Regions from separate parts of the Sus scrofa genome. Here all the other regions are linked to region 1. The links are chromatin contacts, called in public HiChIP or PLAC-seq maps. All regions are on one chromosome and are shown on one strand. The core of a region is the stretch at or near the end of the contact, and the rest is flanking DNA. Distances in the headings are between cores, read along the strand shown.

Evidence for each region. HiChIP or PLAC-seq counts read pairs in DNA pulled down with a chosen protein or histone mark.
Region 2: an H3K27ac HiChIP or PLAC-seq map of alveolar macrophages shows a contact between it and region 1. The contact joins two enhancer-like sites. A contact is called at or near these places in 3 of 47 Hi-C or Micro-C datasets (embryonic fibroblasts, fetal skeletal muscle and heart right ventricle) and 1 of 2 datasets of contacts at active chromatin or transcription factors (alveolar macrophages).
Region 3: an H3K27ac HiChIP or PLAC-seq map of alveolar macrophages shows a contact between it and region 1. The contact joins two enhancer-like sites. A contact is called at or near these places in 1 of 47 Hi-C or Micro-C datasets (heart right ventricle) and 1 of 2 datasets of contacts at active chromatin or transcription factors (alveolar macrophages).
Region 4: an H3K27ac HiChIP or PLAC-seq map of alveolar macrophages shows a contact between it and region 1, with 12 times the contacts expected there. The contact joins the promoter of NRP2 here to the enhancer-like site in region 1. A contact is called at or near these places in 2 of 5 promoter capture datasets (fetal skeletal muscle and liver), 20 of 47 Hi-C or Micro-C datasets (adipocytes, alveolar macrophages, brain and 12 more) and 2 of 2 datasets of contacts at active chromatin or transcription factors (alveolar macrophages and skeletal muscle).

What each region holds. Positions count from the first base shown.
Region 1 is chr15:108,181,371-108,185,072 of Sscrofa11.1, forward strand. All of the region lies in intron 2 of PARD3B (partitioning defective 3 homolog B), which reads left to right. Among named protein-coding and RNA genes, the nearest start is that of PARD3B, 300 kb to the left of the region's middle. Within about 2 kb of position 1,926, at least 3 of the 83 cell types and tissues checked have an H3K27ac peak or open chromatin away from gene starts, as enhancers often do. A contact at or near this core is called in alveolar macrophages, where this site is marked.
Region 2 is chr15:109,062,594-109,066,295 of Sscrofa11.1, forward strand. The region is part of intron 15 of NRP2 (neuropilin-2); the gene reads left to right. Among named protein-coding and RNA genes, the nearest start is that of NRP2, 90 kb to the left of the region's middle. Within about 2 kb of position 1,703, at least 12 of the 83 cell types and tissues checked have an H3K27ac peak or open chromatin away from gene starts, as enhancers often do. A contact at or near this core is called in alveolar macrophages, where this site is marked.
Region 3 is chr15:109,038,392-109,042,093 of Sscrofa11.1, forward strand. The region is part of intron 10 of NRP2 (neuropilin-2); the gene reads left to right. Among named protein-coding and RNA genes, the nearest start is that of NRP2, 66 kb to the left of the region's middle. Within about 2 kb of position 2,055, at least 13 of the 83 cell types and tissues checked have an H3K27ac peak or open chromatin away from gene starts, as enhancers often do. A contact at or near this core is called in alveolar macrophages, where this site is marked.
Region 4 is chr15:108,972,559-108,976,260 of Sscrofa11.1, forward strand. NRP2 (neuropilin-2) reads left to right here and starts at 2,145. Exons shown (of 17, transcript XM_021076240.1): 1 at 2,145-3,150. The coding sequence starts at 3,078.

The sequences.
Region 1 (3,702 bases), core at 676-3,175:
GTTCAGGGAGATTGTTGTTCTTTCATTACAGTTTCACAGAGGAGTCTCTTTCATGCAGTAAGGAAGATGGAGGGGTGAAATATAAGTGATGGGAGTAATCTATGTTAAAAGCACATGTTTTAAGAAACACATATCAATGATTTCCCTGAGAAAATGGAAGGAATCTAGTTTGGGATAAGGAGGAGGTAAGGTTGACAAAGCAGTCTAAACAATCTGCTGGAAGACAATGAGAATGAAGCAGAAAATAAGAATTTGCAATAAAATATCTGGAGAACTCTAATGATAATGTCATTATTTTCTACCTAGAATATGTGGAAAATACACTTCAGTGAATATTCCATAGTAAAAACATAATACTGGTCACAGAGCAAGCATTCAGTAGTTTTTAGCATGTTTGATGTCCTTAAGATTTAGTGCTAAGTGTCTCCTGATCAGAGGATATTCTATCCTTCTACTTAAAAAGATGAATATTAGAAAAAGAGGAATATTATTTTCTTTATTATAAATATATGTAGACTTCTAAGATTTCAGGTTGGACAAATGGATATACAGCTGCCTGATATCCATGATGATATAATTAGAATATATTCATTGAACCTGTTCTCCCTCCCCACCCCCTTGAAAATTTTAAAAGAGTTTCCCACTCATTAGTAGTTGCTAAAGAGCCAGCAAAACTCAAAATGTTATCTAGTTTTGGAGTTCTCATCATGGCTCAGTGGAAGCCAATCTGACTAGCATCTATGAGGTTGCAGGTTTGATCCCTGGCCTTACTCAGTGGGTTAAGGATCCAGCCTTGGCATGAGCTGTGGTGTAGGTCACAGACATGGCTTGGATCCCATGTTGCTATGAAGTTGTGGTGTAGGCCAGCAGCTACAGCTCTGATTCGACTCCTAGCCTAGGAACTTCCATATGCCACAGGAAAACAAAACAACAACAACAAAAAATGTTGTCTAATTTTGCATCATTATCCCAATGCTACAGACTGATACTCTGGGAACTCTTGATAGCTTCCCCCCCCCCAACTTTCTTCAGTTAATGTCATTGACAAACTTTATGAAGGCATGACTTTATTAGTTCATGACTTTGCACCAAACATTTTAAGGGAAAGCTTCTTTGTAAGGAAATAACTTCTACTCCTGAGAAAGAAGACTGTATCAGACACTCTCACACCATTGGTGCCTGCAAGAGTTGTTCTATTTCGGAGATTTCACCCCACAAGAGAAGCTGTGAGGCAAACATATCTCTGCAGAAGATCCTTAAACATCTGAAGAGATGAGAGTTTGTTTTCAAACTTGTTTTTTGGATATGTCTTTCAGTCTAACTCCCAGTGGAGTTCATCTGTGCTCATACCTCCTAACTACTTATTAACTTCTGAACAGAGCTAATACTATATTAAACATGTTAAATTTATGGAAGAAATGTAACCATCTTATCAAATAATTTATTAAGGCCATCATATTAACCTCTTAGTTTTTATCATGCCATAAAATCACTTCAAGTCTCCTTGATTGAAAATGCAATTATTTTGATCTGAACTAGAATTTTTATAAACAATTTTTTGTTTCAGAACATTTATGGCTTTAACTTTCACAAAATCAAGTATCATTCCCTTGTTTTCAATAGTGTACATGGTTTTGTCTGAGTTTTTGAGGAAACCAAATATTTAAGGACTTTTTCCATTCCAAAATTTCAATGAAGTTAGAATGTAAAATCTTAAATCTGAAGTAAATAATATTTTTAAAGAATTTTGTTAAAAATGGTATACTTCAGGGCAAAAAGTATTTCTGAAACTTAAAATTAAGGAAGTAAGGTCCACTTCCCTTTTTTCTTTTTCCTAAAATAGTTAGATTATGAACAATGATAGCTATTGGGGAAATTAACCTAGTAATACTCATAATCATGAGGCTGTAAGTAATAGTTACAGTTCCACTATGAGCAGAAATTTTGGCAATCAAAATGAGAAGTTTTTTAGTACACACATTTGGGCATAGAAAACATGGTATGATTTAAGAAACTGATGAGACTAGCCGTAAGCCCCAACATCAAGGTCTGTGGTTTACAAAGCTAATTTTTTTTTTTTTTTTTTTTTTTTTTTTTACTGTGAAAGTTAATTCAATCAGAGTACCCTCCACCATTTGTAAAGATCAGACCTGCCTACAGAGAACATTATTACCATTTGTTTGTAAAGACTGGGAAACCTCAGACACCGTGGCTTAAAATATGTATATTTCTTCTGACATTTGGATAGAATGGTATCATTTCTTACAAGTGAACCTGATTCTTGACATTCACTTAAATGCTAACTTAATTTTGGTACTGGCATAGTCAAGGCTTCCAAATTTTATGGTAGTTGAGTTATCCTGGGATTCCATTGAGTGATTGGGAATGAATAGGGCCTCCCTCTACAGGCAGGACAGTAATGGAGACATTAGATAAATTTCCAGCAGTAACAAATCTAGAAAGAAAACCTCTTGAGTGTAATCCACAGCAAAGCCTGAAACCCACTTGCTGTAAGGAATTTCCTGGTGGCCTTAGGGAGGATATTAATGGAACTCTTTAGGCTTAACCTCGTTAAGAGACTGCTATGCAGCTTTTGTTGTTTCTACTTTAAAGTCAGGAATTTTAAGTAGATTAGAGTGAAGAACAGTGCAGTGCAGCATAAAGTTAACATTATACTGTTAATAACACTCAACTGAATTATTAATTTCTACCAGAAGTTGCTTTCAAAATAATCAGGATTAACTCTAGGAATAAAGATTGTTTTCCCCTCTTTGCTTCTTTATCCAAAGAATAAGTCTTTATAATTAAGAATACCTTATAAAAACAAAAAGGGAACATAGCCATAAAAATTTGCTGTAGTAATGACTGATTCTATTAATGTACTATAGCTGCCTAATTCTTTATTCCAACAGGGAAGGGGAAAAAAGTCAAAGGAAACTGTTTTCATTCAAATTATTGAGCTTTGTGTCCTCTTAAGAACCAGTGGGTGAGGGAACAGTTCTGGGATGATTACCAAGAGTGGTTAAAATCGAAAGGTGCTGGTGTGCTCTTTCTTTCTCTTCTGGTGAAAGAGCCATTTGAAAAGCATGCCGGCAACATGGCCTGGACTCGGAAGCAGAGAGGCTGGCAGATGGTACCACAGGATGGAGAAACTGCTGGCAGATGGTGTGGACTATTTGAGCAACAAAGACACTTTTGGCTACCAACGCGAAGAGTTGGAAAGAAAGAAGAAGACAACTTCTCCAACGTTGCCAGCTTGTATACAGAAAACGTTTTGGCAGAATGGAGACTGACAAAAGATATTCAATTGTCAACTGCAAGGAAAGCAAAGAGTTGTTGTTATTAAGTTTCATAAAGTATGTTCCCTCTGGTGTGATTTGAACATAGTAATTTCATATGGAAAAGCCCTTTAGAGATCAGCTAAACCAGCTATGCTGACTGAATATTGGGACCCACAGTTCTGTTTTTAGCACTGAAAATATACCTCTTCAAGATTTTATTTATACAATGTGTAATCCAATTTCCTTTTCATAAGTTTTTTAAAAAATCTTCACTGATGACTCCATTTCCTGGCTTCATATTATGAAGTAAAATTGTAGTTGTACATTTTAGGACTTAGTAGTGGTTCTTGTTTGTCAACTGAAAGTGTCTTTCAGCCATGTTTAGCATGCTTAATCACGTGTTGGGGAGTCAGGTTTGGCT
Region 2 (3,702 bases), core at 453-2,952, 880 kb after region 1:
TTCAGAGATAAGGAAAGTCATTTTTATATCTGAAGTCTAGACTCGTTGTCTTCACCCTCATTAATCTGTCCAGCTCCTGCCTAGAAAGAGATGAATTCCTGGTTTGCCACCTAGCTGCGTGCGCTCCCTGACTCCAAATCATCTCGTCCAATTTGCCACTCATCACCCACAGCTCTAAGTCTGTAGATGAGGAGGAGGAATGGGGAATGACAGACCTACACAGAATATCTTTCTTTCTCACTGCCACCCACCCTGCCACCCGCCTCCCTGGACCCCACCCCCTCTCCCCATTGCACCTTTGAAAGTATTAAGAGTCTTCATGTGCCTGTGTTGGTGCTCTTTGGGTGTGAGATTTATGTTAATGCAAGTCTAAAGTATTGAAAGGAAGGCTAAGATCAAAAGCGAACGGCTTGGATTACAGTTGAAATTCAAGTTCTAACCTTCAGGACCCAAGGTAATGTTGATGCTGGGAAAGTGAGACCTGCTTATGTGGTTTCACGTGACTTTTACTGATTGTTGAGACTCAAAGCTCGCAGGAAAGGCTGGTTAGAGGCTGACAGCCACCGCTGCAGACACTATGCTGCGTGAGCACGCACGTCTGGGTCCATGATGGACAAGTGAGGTGGCTAAGCACTTTACTTCTGTAAGAGAATAAACAAACCAGGGCACATGTGCTATCCTGGAGGCTGTGTTTACCGTGAAGCTTCACAGGCCAGTCATATTCTCTTGCAAAAAATATATAAATGAAATATCCTCAGAGCCGCAGTGCTCACTTAGCCAAAATAAACACAGGGCTTAGGGACTTGAAGGTAAGAATTTCCAGTGCACTCCCAACGGGCTGGTTTGGGGGTTAAGCAAAGGCAGTACACAGTGGCATGGATTGGCCCATGGCTGTTGTCTTGGGAAATAACGAGCATCTTTGGAAGGAGGAAACCAAGTCATGGGGAGCAGAGACTTGGCCGAGGAGTGGAGAGCAGGATGGGAATGGAGAGTGGCCCGTGGTGATCACACGGGCAAGTGTGACATGAAACTCTGACTTGGCAGCCAGATGAACCCGGGGAGGAGGCTTCTATCAGGCTGAGGCCCCTCTGACTTGAGCGCGCACCCTTGTGTTTTGACTTGAGCGAAGCCTTCCATTTGGGAGAGGAGCGAGGACCCTTGGCTTTATCTCATCTAGTGACCGCCCCTGGCAGCGGCAGCCCTCTCTTGGGGGGAGCGTGGATGCCTTGGGGATTAAATAGGGCTTTTCACGCAAAAAAAAAAAAAAAAAAGAGAGAGAGAGAGAAACAGAGAAATCAGGTTTGGGCAAGCAGGATATGCAGAGTTAATGGTGAAACACGATTAACAACAGGCACATGCATTGTTAGAATGGTTTGGTTTTGTATTTTGGGATTTTTTTTTTTTTAATGTGGGTTGTTTTTCTTTTTCATTGTAAATTAATCATGAGACAGAAGCAATCTTATTCTTCAGAAGAGGCCAGTGTGTACTAGATAAATCTTCAAGGAAATGCAATAAAAGTGGCCTCTGGACCGGGTCTTATTAAATAATCCTGATCTTTTCTATTTTGAAGTGCCTTTCGTTTTCTGCCTTTTACTCGTTTCTTGCCATGAGACATTTTCTTTTTATTCAAATCCCCTTGTGGTTTCTGCTTGGTGGGGATACTTTGATTGTGTACTGGGGTATGAGTCAGGAGTGATGAGAAACAAGCCACGGCGAAGAAGAGAGCTGTGTAGAGAAGGGACAAGGAGGAGAGAGAATGAATAAGCTGTGTGGTCATGTGATGTTTAAAAAGACTTTGCCGTTGTTCTAAACAATGTAATCTGGGTGTGCTTTTCTTTTTCCTTTCTTTCTTTCTTTTTTTTTAAGCCCTGGCTGTAGACACAGTGCCGTCATGTATCTTTTTCTAGAACTTGAGCTTGAACAAATGAAAAAATGTGTGTAAAGGGTTGGGGGAGGGATAGACCCACCAAGCGGTGTCATTAAGGGGGTGGACTATTTTTTTTTTAACCAATACTTTCATTTCTCAATAAAAGTAAAAAGAATAATAAGGAAGCCAGGAAACATATAGAAAGCCCATAATCAGAGTACCATGATTGTCAATCAGGTGATGATGTTTAGCCGGTCTCAGGGGAAGAAGGAGTTCTTGCTCTTATGAGAGGCTGTGGGCTTTGAACAAAGCAGGAGGAGAGAAGCAGAGTCTGCTCCCCTACCTGTCAGAGACCTGGCAAAATCCCAGGCGTGAGCAGTAGTGAGACTGAAGGATTCAGAAGTGCCATGTCCACCACTGACAGATGCTAAAAGGAACATCACTAGCTCCTACTCACAGCTGTAAACGTGGGTTTTGTGTCTCAGACTAGGTCCTAGGGCTTCATCTCTTGGGCTTCACTTCCATAGTCCTCTGAAGTTCTCTTCCAGGTAAAACCAGGCGGAAGTGGACAGCACAGGCGGTCTCCTGGATGGAGAGGGGACCCATTTTGGGGAAATGACAGAGCTGGCCAGGGTTTGACCCTCGGCATCGGGTTTGGAGTTCTGTTTATTTGGTATCAACGGACCCATCCCTGCCGTTTCCCAACCCCATCTCTCCTTCCATCCCCACCCTCATTTCCATCAAGCTGTCAAAGCAGCTGCTTCCCCGAGGCTTTGCCCCTCGGTGTAATGACCCCCATCCCAGGGCACTGGACCTGGGGTTGGCCTCGAATGCCCTCTCTCTTTGGCTTCTCTTCCTCCTCTGGCTCTCTCTGCTAGAAGCACTCCCGAGACACAGCGAGGGTTGCATGGCATCCTTGCAGTAATCCTCTGATGAAAGGCAGAGACGTATTCCTAAATTCTGCCAGGGCTCCAGATAGGCAGCTGCGGGGTGTGATTCCCGCTCCCTGACCCCCTCCCCCAGGGTCCCCAGCTGCCAGATTAGGGCTAGCTGTTGCTGAGCTGGGAAGCATGGGGGTGCAATGTGTGTGAACCACTCACTGCCCGGCTCCCGCTGCTTGCCTAAGGGGACACAACCACCAGCGAGGCATCTTGTGTGAGGTTCTCCCATCCCAGAAGCCTGACACGCCCCCTTCCTCCCCCAAGTTTACCATTTATCTAAACAGCTGCCAACGTCAGTTTCTCTAAGGGGAGAAGAGATTCTTTTACGCTGACTTTTCCCCTCGCCAAGGACAGAAAGGACAAGCCTTAGTTTGCAAGAAGTAGCCCAAGTGCCACTGAAGAGAGGACAAGCGTCTGAGGCTTAGCCAGCCACGAATCTGAATGCAGAGGCATTTTAGACAGAGTAGAGGAGCCACCGGGTTCCCACTAACCTAGCGGAGACCTTCCCGTGTTCCCCCTACAGACAAACGCCCTGCTTCCCAGGCAAACCCAGAGAGTCCCTTTGCAGGGATGTTTTGTGCTTCTACATTCTTCTTCCAAACAGATCAGAGGGCGTGACCACATTCTTCCACTATCTTCTGTAAACTTTTCCAGAGGAGCCAACCTTCTCTTTTGTTTGTTTAATCTCTCAAATTAAATAAACCTTTTATCTGCAAAGCCCCCTTCACCCGGCTCTCCACTTTCTACCTCTCCATAAAAGATTGCAGACAGGCCAGCCCTGAAAGCAGTTCTTCTTTGCAAGGAGTCTTTTTTTTCTTTTTTTTTTTCTTTTTCCCTTCCAAGAGAGATGATTTACCTTTGGTGTCTTTCGAAACATGTCTGTGGAAACCTGGG
Region 3 (3,702 bases), core at 805-3,304, 860 kb after region 1:
CTGCCTGCCCTGGGCCCCCCTGCCAAGCTCTGCTTTGCCTGCATTGCAACCTCTGGACTCAGGACAGTTTCTCAAGGGATCGCGCTTTGTCCTTTTTAAAGGATCATTTCGGTCCTCCAACCTGAGTCTCTCAAAAACAAGCTGTAACCACACACCACCCACCCAAATTCAATTAGACCCTGACTCGTCAGGCCAGAGGGCTGTGGCTGTTGATTTAGGGGAGGGAAAAAAAAAGGCTCATGATAATAAAGTAATCGGTTTATGTCTGAATCTGGCCTCCAGATGTCAGTGGCTAAGAGACTTCATTTTCATTTTGAAGCCACATCTGTAAAAGGCATTTATTTGCTCAGGAGGGACCCTGTTGCGGGGGAGCTGCTGGGAACCTGACTTCTTGCCGGTGCGGCCAGAGCCTTGCTTGATCCCACCTCCACCCAGCGGCCCAGGCCCTGGGAGCATCTCTGAGTTTCCTGAATGAGGACAAGCCCCACTGGGCCTTCTTGTTTCCCTGGAAGCACCCCATCCTTTCAAGTCAGGCCCCATCTCCCCTCTGGGCACCGGCCCTCTTCCCCCGGCAGAGCTGGCACAGACTCAACCAGAGCGTAGCTCGCTCACTGCCTGCCAAACGGAGCTCGGGGGAGCCGAGCCAGTGCCAGCAAGAGCAGCAGGCAGGACCCAGGGCTCCGGGTATCTCCATTTTCCTGTCTGTGCTGTACCTGTCAGCAGCTCACCCAGCAGGGCCCCGTGAAGGATTAATAAGGGCATGTCAGAGAAATGCTTTTGGCTCCCAGGGATGAAAGTGCTGCCTGCGCAGCGGTTAGGATGGCGCCGAGGAGGAGTCCCGTTAAGGCACGCAGGCTGGGAGTCGGGCCCAAATTAGCCTTTCTCACCTTTGGATGGAAGGCAAGCCCCAGTGAACACGTTTTAGTGGGAAGACACTTTATTCCCCATCACGTAGGAGTGAGGCCACAGCTCCCTGCAGCCTGCTGGATGTGCATCACCTGTCCTCTGGCAGGTGCTGAAAACTGCCCTCCAGCAGTGACACAAGCTGGCCTCTATGGCCAGAATCAAAAGGTGAGAGATGCAGGGGAGCCAAGGGCTTCTAGGCCAGTGGCCTTCAAACATTTCTGACCATCATCCGCAATTTAAAATAAATTTACATCGCCAACCCACTTGACTTACAAGCATGCGTGTGCACGCACACACACACAAGCACACACACAGGTGTGTGCTTATGGGATAGGGATATCATTACATGCCTGGACCCTGGAGACAGATTGCCAAGTTCAAGTCCTGCCTCTGCCGATCTCAGTAATCTCAACTGAAGAATGGGGGTAACCTAGTATAGCTACACCCCTGGGTTGTTATGAGGATTCAATAAAATAATTGTTATAAAGGTCTTAAGCCTGCTGCCTGGCACCTAATAAACTTGTTAAAATAAGTAAATGTGACTCAAAGAAAAGTTTCCCGAAGCAGCCCTCAGCCTTACCATGTGAGTACGCTCTGAAACGTTATAGCGTCTACTTTAAAACGCTAGTCACGACCCATTAGACTGATCTACAACCTCTTAAACAAGGGTGACATACAGTTTGAAAAAAGTCACCCATCTGGGCCAATGCCTCTTTCACAGAGGGGGAAACTGAGCCACTTGCCAGAAGCGGTTCCGCTGGCTGGGGGCTGACTCACCCTCCTCCCTCCTATGGCCCACCCCTCCCGGCCAGGCCTCTCCCAGGCCAGCCCTGTTTAATGACCTGCTGGACAATTGCTAATGGCCTTTTCCTTTTATTGCCCCACCCCCACCCCAAGCTGGCCCCAGTGACACAGGCGATGGTCAGCAGCAGGTTTCTCATTTCAAAGTCCTCCTGGCCATTCCTTGGAAGATCAGAGTGGGGGCTTGTTACCCTCCGCCCAGCCTCCTTCCCTTTGAAATCTCTGACATCTGGTTTCAATTGCCAGGGAGTGTTGTAGTTTGATGGGCAGTTACCTCTAAGTGTCCAGAACAAACACAGTGGACACGGAGGCTGGCTGCCGTTTCCCCACTTTCATTCACACGCCCCGCCCTCTCGCTGTCGCCCCGCCCACCCCCGCCCCACGCCTCTGGACTTAACCAGCTCAGCCCCTCGGCTACCTAACATTTCCAGGAACTGCTTTCCCAGGCCCTGTGGCTCTCTGCTTTCGAAATTGCCATTTATTCGTGCGACTCATCTTTGTTCCCGTCTCCATTCCTTCCCCAAAAGGAAAACGGGGAAAATAATGGGCCGGCTTGAGTTGCAGCAGCTTAAATAATTGGACAGGGCTGCTTCACCTGTTGGCTTGTTTGTGTTCCCAATGATTACTTCTTGCCTTGCTGCCCATAGTTTGCTTTACAATGGAGTTTGAGATTCTGTGACACAGTGACAAATTTGAACTTACAAATTAGGACGCTTCGAGGTTATTTGCTATTTACTGTAAGCGAGAGGCAGAGACGGCGAAAGGAAGTATGAAAGGTTATGTGCATAGTATTTAACAGCAGAAAGATGGGAAGTCGACCGTGAAAAAGCTATTCAGCGTATTTAGCGATTTCCTTCGGCTCCCGGCTTTATTAAATGGGATCCTGAAGGGTGCCTGACAAAGGCTCCTAATCACATACAGTGGTGCAAAGGGACAGGTATAGAAATGGGAGGAACCGTGCACCCGCTGATTCTGGGAGTCTCCTTGGAGGGCGGCTTTGGGAGGAAGACCGCACCCCACAACACGGGGACCTCAAGGCGGGTTACCAGAACTCCTCTTGGTCCCACCCAAGCCTGACTCACGGTGTCATTCATTTCTTGAATAGTTGCAGAATGAATGATTAGCGTGAGCAAATAAGCCAGTGAATGGATGGATACATGAATCACCTAGAGTCGAGGTCAGAGCTGACTGCCTGCGGCCAGGTTTGATCCGGCCAGGTTTGGGTGCCTGCTGCTTGCAGTATTTTGAATAAGTTGCCAACATTGATAGGTCTGGAGATTTTCCATGGGGATTTTTTTTCTTTTTTTCTTTATATGGAGAAAAAAGTCTTTTTGCACGATCTGGCCACACTGGGCCACCCCCCTTCAGGTGCTCTTCAGGTGCTCAAGGCAATGGCCTCCTGGAAACCAGGTGTGCCGGGTCTCACCGCCACCTTCTCTTCCACCCTTAACTCTCCCAACCCCCAGTGGGCCATCCCCACTTAGAGCAGCCATCTGCATCCTAGGAGCGTGTGAATTTGCCACACCCTGACCTAAAGGCACAGCCCCAAATTATTTCCACCAAATGGAGTCTGAGTCCCTTTGAGCCCATATTCTTTCCCATCCAGTTTTGTGCAAACACGAACAATAATATCAGGGGTCACACCTCCTGAGCTGTGTGGCTTTGCCATGATTTCAGCCATTGTGCTTCTGATTATCTTGTAATAGGTGGGCCCCCAGGTCGGGTTAGCCTTGGTTCAAAAAAGGCCCATCTGACTCAGAGAAGGCTGCAAAGAGAAGGCCTATTCCAAAGCAAGCAGGGCTGGGCCAGAGGCACGTCAGCCACCACCCCAGGGGCTGTGCACAGATAGGTATTTTCCATGGGGCAGAAGCTCACTTCCTTAATCCAGATTTTTTTCAAACCATTTTAGATGGGTGTCGTTCATTGTGTGTGTGTGTGTGTGTGTGTGTGTATGTATGTGTTTGTATGTGTGTGTCACATGCCTGTGTCTTAAAC
Region 4 (3,702 bases), core at 895-3,394, 790 kb after region 1:
GCTTTCTCTCCTCCCTTCACCTAAACTCCAGCTATAATGTTCTCAGAAACAGAATTCTTCCATGTTGGGCAATTGCTAGATTGGTTTGGCAGGGCTGGTGAGTGGTGCAGGGAAGTGATACTAAATGACTCTCCTCATTCAGCCTCTGTCACTGAAGATAATGCTCTTTGTCCTTAGGTTAGTACCTTGGCAATTATAGAAGCTGAGCTCTTCAATTAAGGCTCAAAATCCAGGCTGTCTCTTTACACCATTAAAATTTGGGGAGTAGGAGGTCCTTCTTTACAAATGGCATTTTTGTTGCTGTTGTTGTTTCTGTCTTTTTTAGATCCACACCCGAGGCATATGGAGGGTCCCAGACTAGGGGTCCAATCGGAGCTATAGCCACAGGCCTATGCCACAGCCACAGCAACTCAGGATCTGAGCCACGTCTGTGACCTACACCACAGCTCACGGCAATGCCTGATCCTTTACCCAGTGATCAAGGCCAGGGATCCAACCCGTGTCCTCATGGGTACCAGTCCGGTTCCTTAACCGCTGAGCCATGATGGGAACTCCGCAATTGACATTTAAACAGGAAAAAAGTAGAGAAGAAATTTTTTAACAATGTGGATGTGCTTTCAAGTCCAGGAAGGAAGGAGGAAAAAAAGGGGTGGAGAGAGAGAGAAAAGAAAGAAAGAAAGAAAGAAAGAAAGAAAGAAAGAAAGAAAGAAAGAAAGAAAGAAAGAAAGAAAGAAAGAAAGAAATGGAAGGTAATCTTTAGACCAGCCAGGGGATATGCTCACTGGAAGAACTCTCCAGGCCTCGGTTAAATGCCCTTTCAAACCAGGCATCTAAGATTAACAGTGCGATAGGCAGCCTGTGGATTTACACGGCACTGTAAAATCCTTCCATGGCTTGGCTCAACTATTTGCAAATCACTTCTGATTCAATTTTGTTTTGGTTATCTCAGTGTAAATAACAGTTAAGTGGGAGTTACAGATTTTTCAAACACTAAAAGTGATAAACAAAGCTAATGGCAAGTCCAGATAAGGAGGAAAACCACCCAGAAGAATCCACAAGTACAAGCAGAGAAATAAATGGGATAGTCAGATGTGTGTGTTTCTTGTCACTGAAACTTTATTTTTCTTAATCTGCCGAGTGGCAGAAAAGGTATACGCAGAGTGTTATTTAGACTGTTCCTGTAAGAGTCTTTATGACAATGCAATAATAGGTGCCTAGTGAAGCAAGACAGTTTGGAACCCACAAAGCCATCCTCAGAAACAAAGATACAAGTGTTTTCCCAACTGTTAGCTCGCAGCTCCCTCTAAACAGTTTTCACGCCTCCATTTAAAAATAGTTGGCATAATGCTGTTTTGTTTCTCTCGGCGTGGTGACCACATTTCCATGGGGAAAATGTGATTAGAAGTAGTTACAGTAGCAGTTTGAGAAGCCTTCGTGTGCCTGGACTTTTCTGGAGGGTTGGGGGAATCCAATGTAATTACCTGCAAATTTTCTTTGAAGAAAGTCTTTCCCCTTCTTTTGATGGTTACAAGTTAGGAGCCCAGGGAAAACTCAATCTTCCCCCAGAAAAGAAAGCAGTATGTCTGGGACACCAGGAAGGCACCGAGTAGTAAAACGCAGGTTGTGTTTGGGGTTTTATTCAGCCGGGGCTGACCGTATGTGTCGCCGCCACGCACTGCTGCCTGTGCGAACGCATGGCTGAGCTGCCGCCTGGCTCTCTCCCTACTTCAAACACCGTTCGCCACCCAACTCCTCTGGCAACGCCATTGCGCGTGGCACTGTGTTGGATTCTACGTGTGTGGCACCGGAGTCAGGGAATCGGGGGAGAAAAAGAATTTCCTCCGTTTCCCGCGGAGTCTCCCTCGGGCGGGGGCGAAGCCGCCAAGGGCAGTGCGCCCTGGCGGTACCCGGGGGCGCTCCTTCTCTGCAGCTTTACGCACGGGCGGCGCTGCGCAGCCAGGCACAGTGGTGCCCGGGGTGGGCGGGAGGTGCCAGGTGGCCAAGGGGCCGTAGGGTGGGAGCTGCCTTAACTTTGATCCGGCCGCGGAGGGGGTGGGGGGAAGCCGCCGCCGCCGCCCCGCCCGAGCTGGGTGCCGCGGCTCTCGGCTCTGCGCCGCGCGTCTCCGCGGCTGCCTCTTTAATCAGGAACACAGAAGGGGCGGGCCCTGAGCCGGCGCGTAATCGGATAGCTCTGCCGCGGCTCTGACATCCACATGCTGCTCGGCCTGAAAAGGCAGGGGGGAGCCGGAGGGGAAGCAGAGAACGCGAGCGAGGCACCAGCCCGCAGCCCGCCCCCAGCACATCCTCAGACGCGCAGACACTGGGCAAGGCGCTGGGCGAGGTGGAGGTGAGGGCGGGCGCGAGCGAACTCGGAGAGGGGCTCGCTCACTCCCAGGCGATCCCAGCCGCCGCCGCACCAGCAGCAGCAACAGCAGCCGCCGCCGCCGCCGCAGCTTCCTTCCTCAGACTCCCCTCGTGAGGCTGGCCGAGCGGGTGTAGCCGTTAGGGAAGGCTCCCGCTAGGGGAACGCAACGAGGGCAAGAACTGGGCGGCCGCCTCCCACTCGGGCCGTCCGGCGGTCGGTGCCTCCGCCCGCGTGTCGGTCCCGGGTGCCGGGGGATGTGTGTCAGTTTACGCCTCTGAGATCGCACAGCTGCCTGGGGGCCGTGTGATGCCCAAGGCAAGTCTTGGCTTTTATTTTTATTATTTTTGTCTTGTTTTACCCTTGGCTTACGGGAAATATTCGTGATGTTGTAGGATAAAGGAAATGATACTTTGAGGAACTGGAGAGGACATAGATGCGTTTTGTTTTTAGGAGAGGAAACGCGTCCTCTCTTCTTGGCTTGCTCCCTCTTTGCTGACTTCAGGAGCGACCCTCCTTCCTCCTGGTGAGGTGGGGACCCAGCAAGAAGAAAGGTGAAGACCGGCCGCCAAGAGCCAGGAGGGAAACACTGACCAGTAGAAACCTTTGCAGAGGACACTGCAAGGAAGAACACAAGAGAGAGAAAAACACAAAAGACTTCTAATTGTGCAAGAAAGCTACCAAAACAGCTCTGGAGAAAGCCTCCTTCTCCAACATGGATATGTTTCCTCTCACCTGGATTTTCTTAGCTCTCTACTTTTCAGGACTCCAAGTGACAGGCCAACCAGGTAAGCCCCTGAACGGTTTTTTTTTTTTTTTCCCCAATCTATTTCAGCATGCCTTTACCTTTAAAAGCAACTGCTAATGCAGGGGGCCACACGCAATAGCATAGAAGGAGGATGCTCGATACTGAATTATTTAGAGAGAGATCCCTCCCTACACCACCACCAGCAGCAGCACCACCACCAGCACCACCACGGCTAAAACTCAACTTTTCTCTCCTGCTAGGAGTGTGTGAGTGTGAGTGTGTGTGTGTGTGTGTGTTTTGAAACATAGACAGAATTTGGCGGTGTTCAGATGTCACATATGGACTGAATCAAAGGTTTAAAAATACTACAAAGCCTTTGCATTACAGTTTTGGGGAATTTTTTTTCCCGTCTTGAAGCAGAACACATCTCCCATGAGTTTCTTCAACCTAGCCAGCAAAATATAAATCATTTGCATTCTCTCCACTTAGCTACACTCATTGAGCAATGCTAACTGAAGGGCCTGGGAAGTACAAGAGTCTAGTTTGGGTTTTCCAATGCTGTAGATTCTTTGAGGAATGTGTGGGTGAGCTC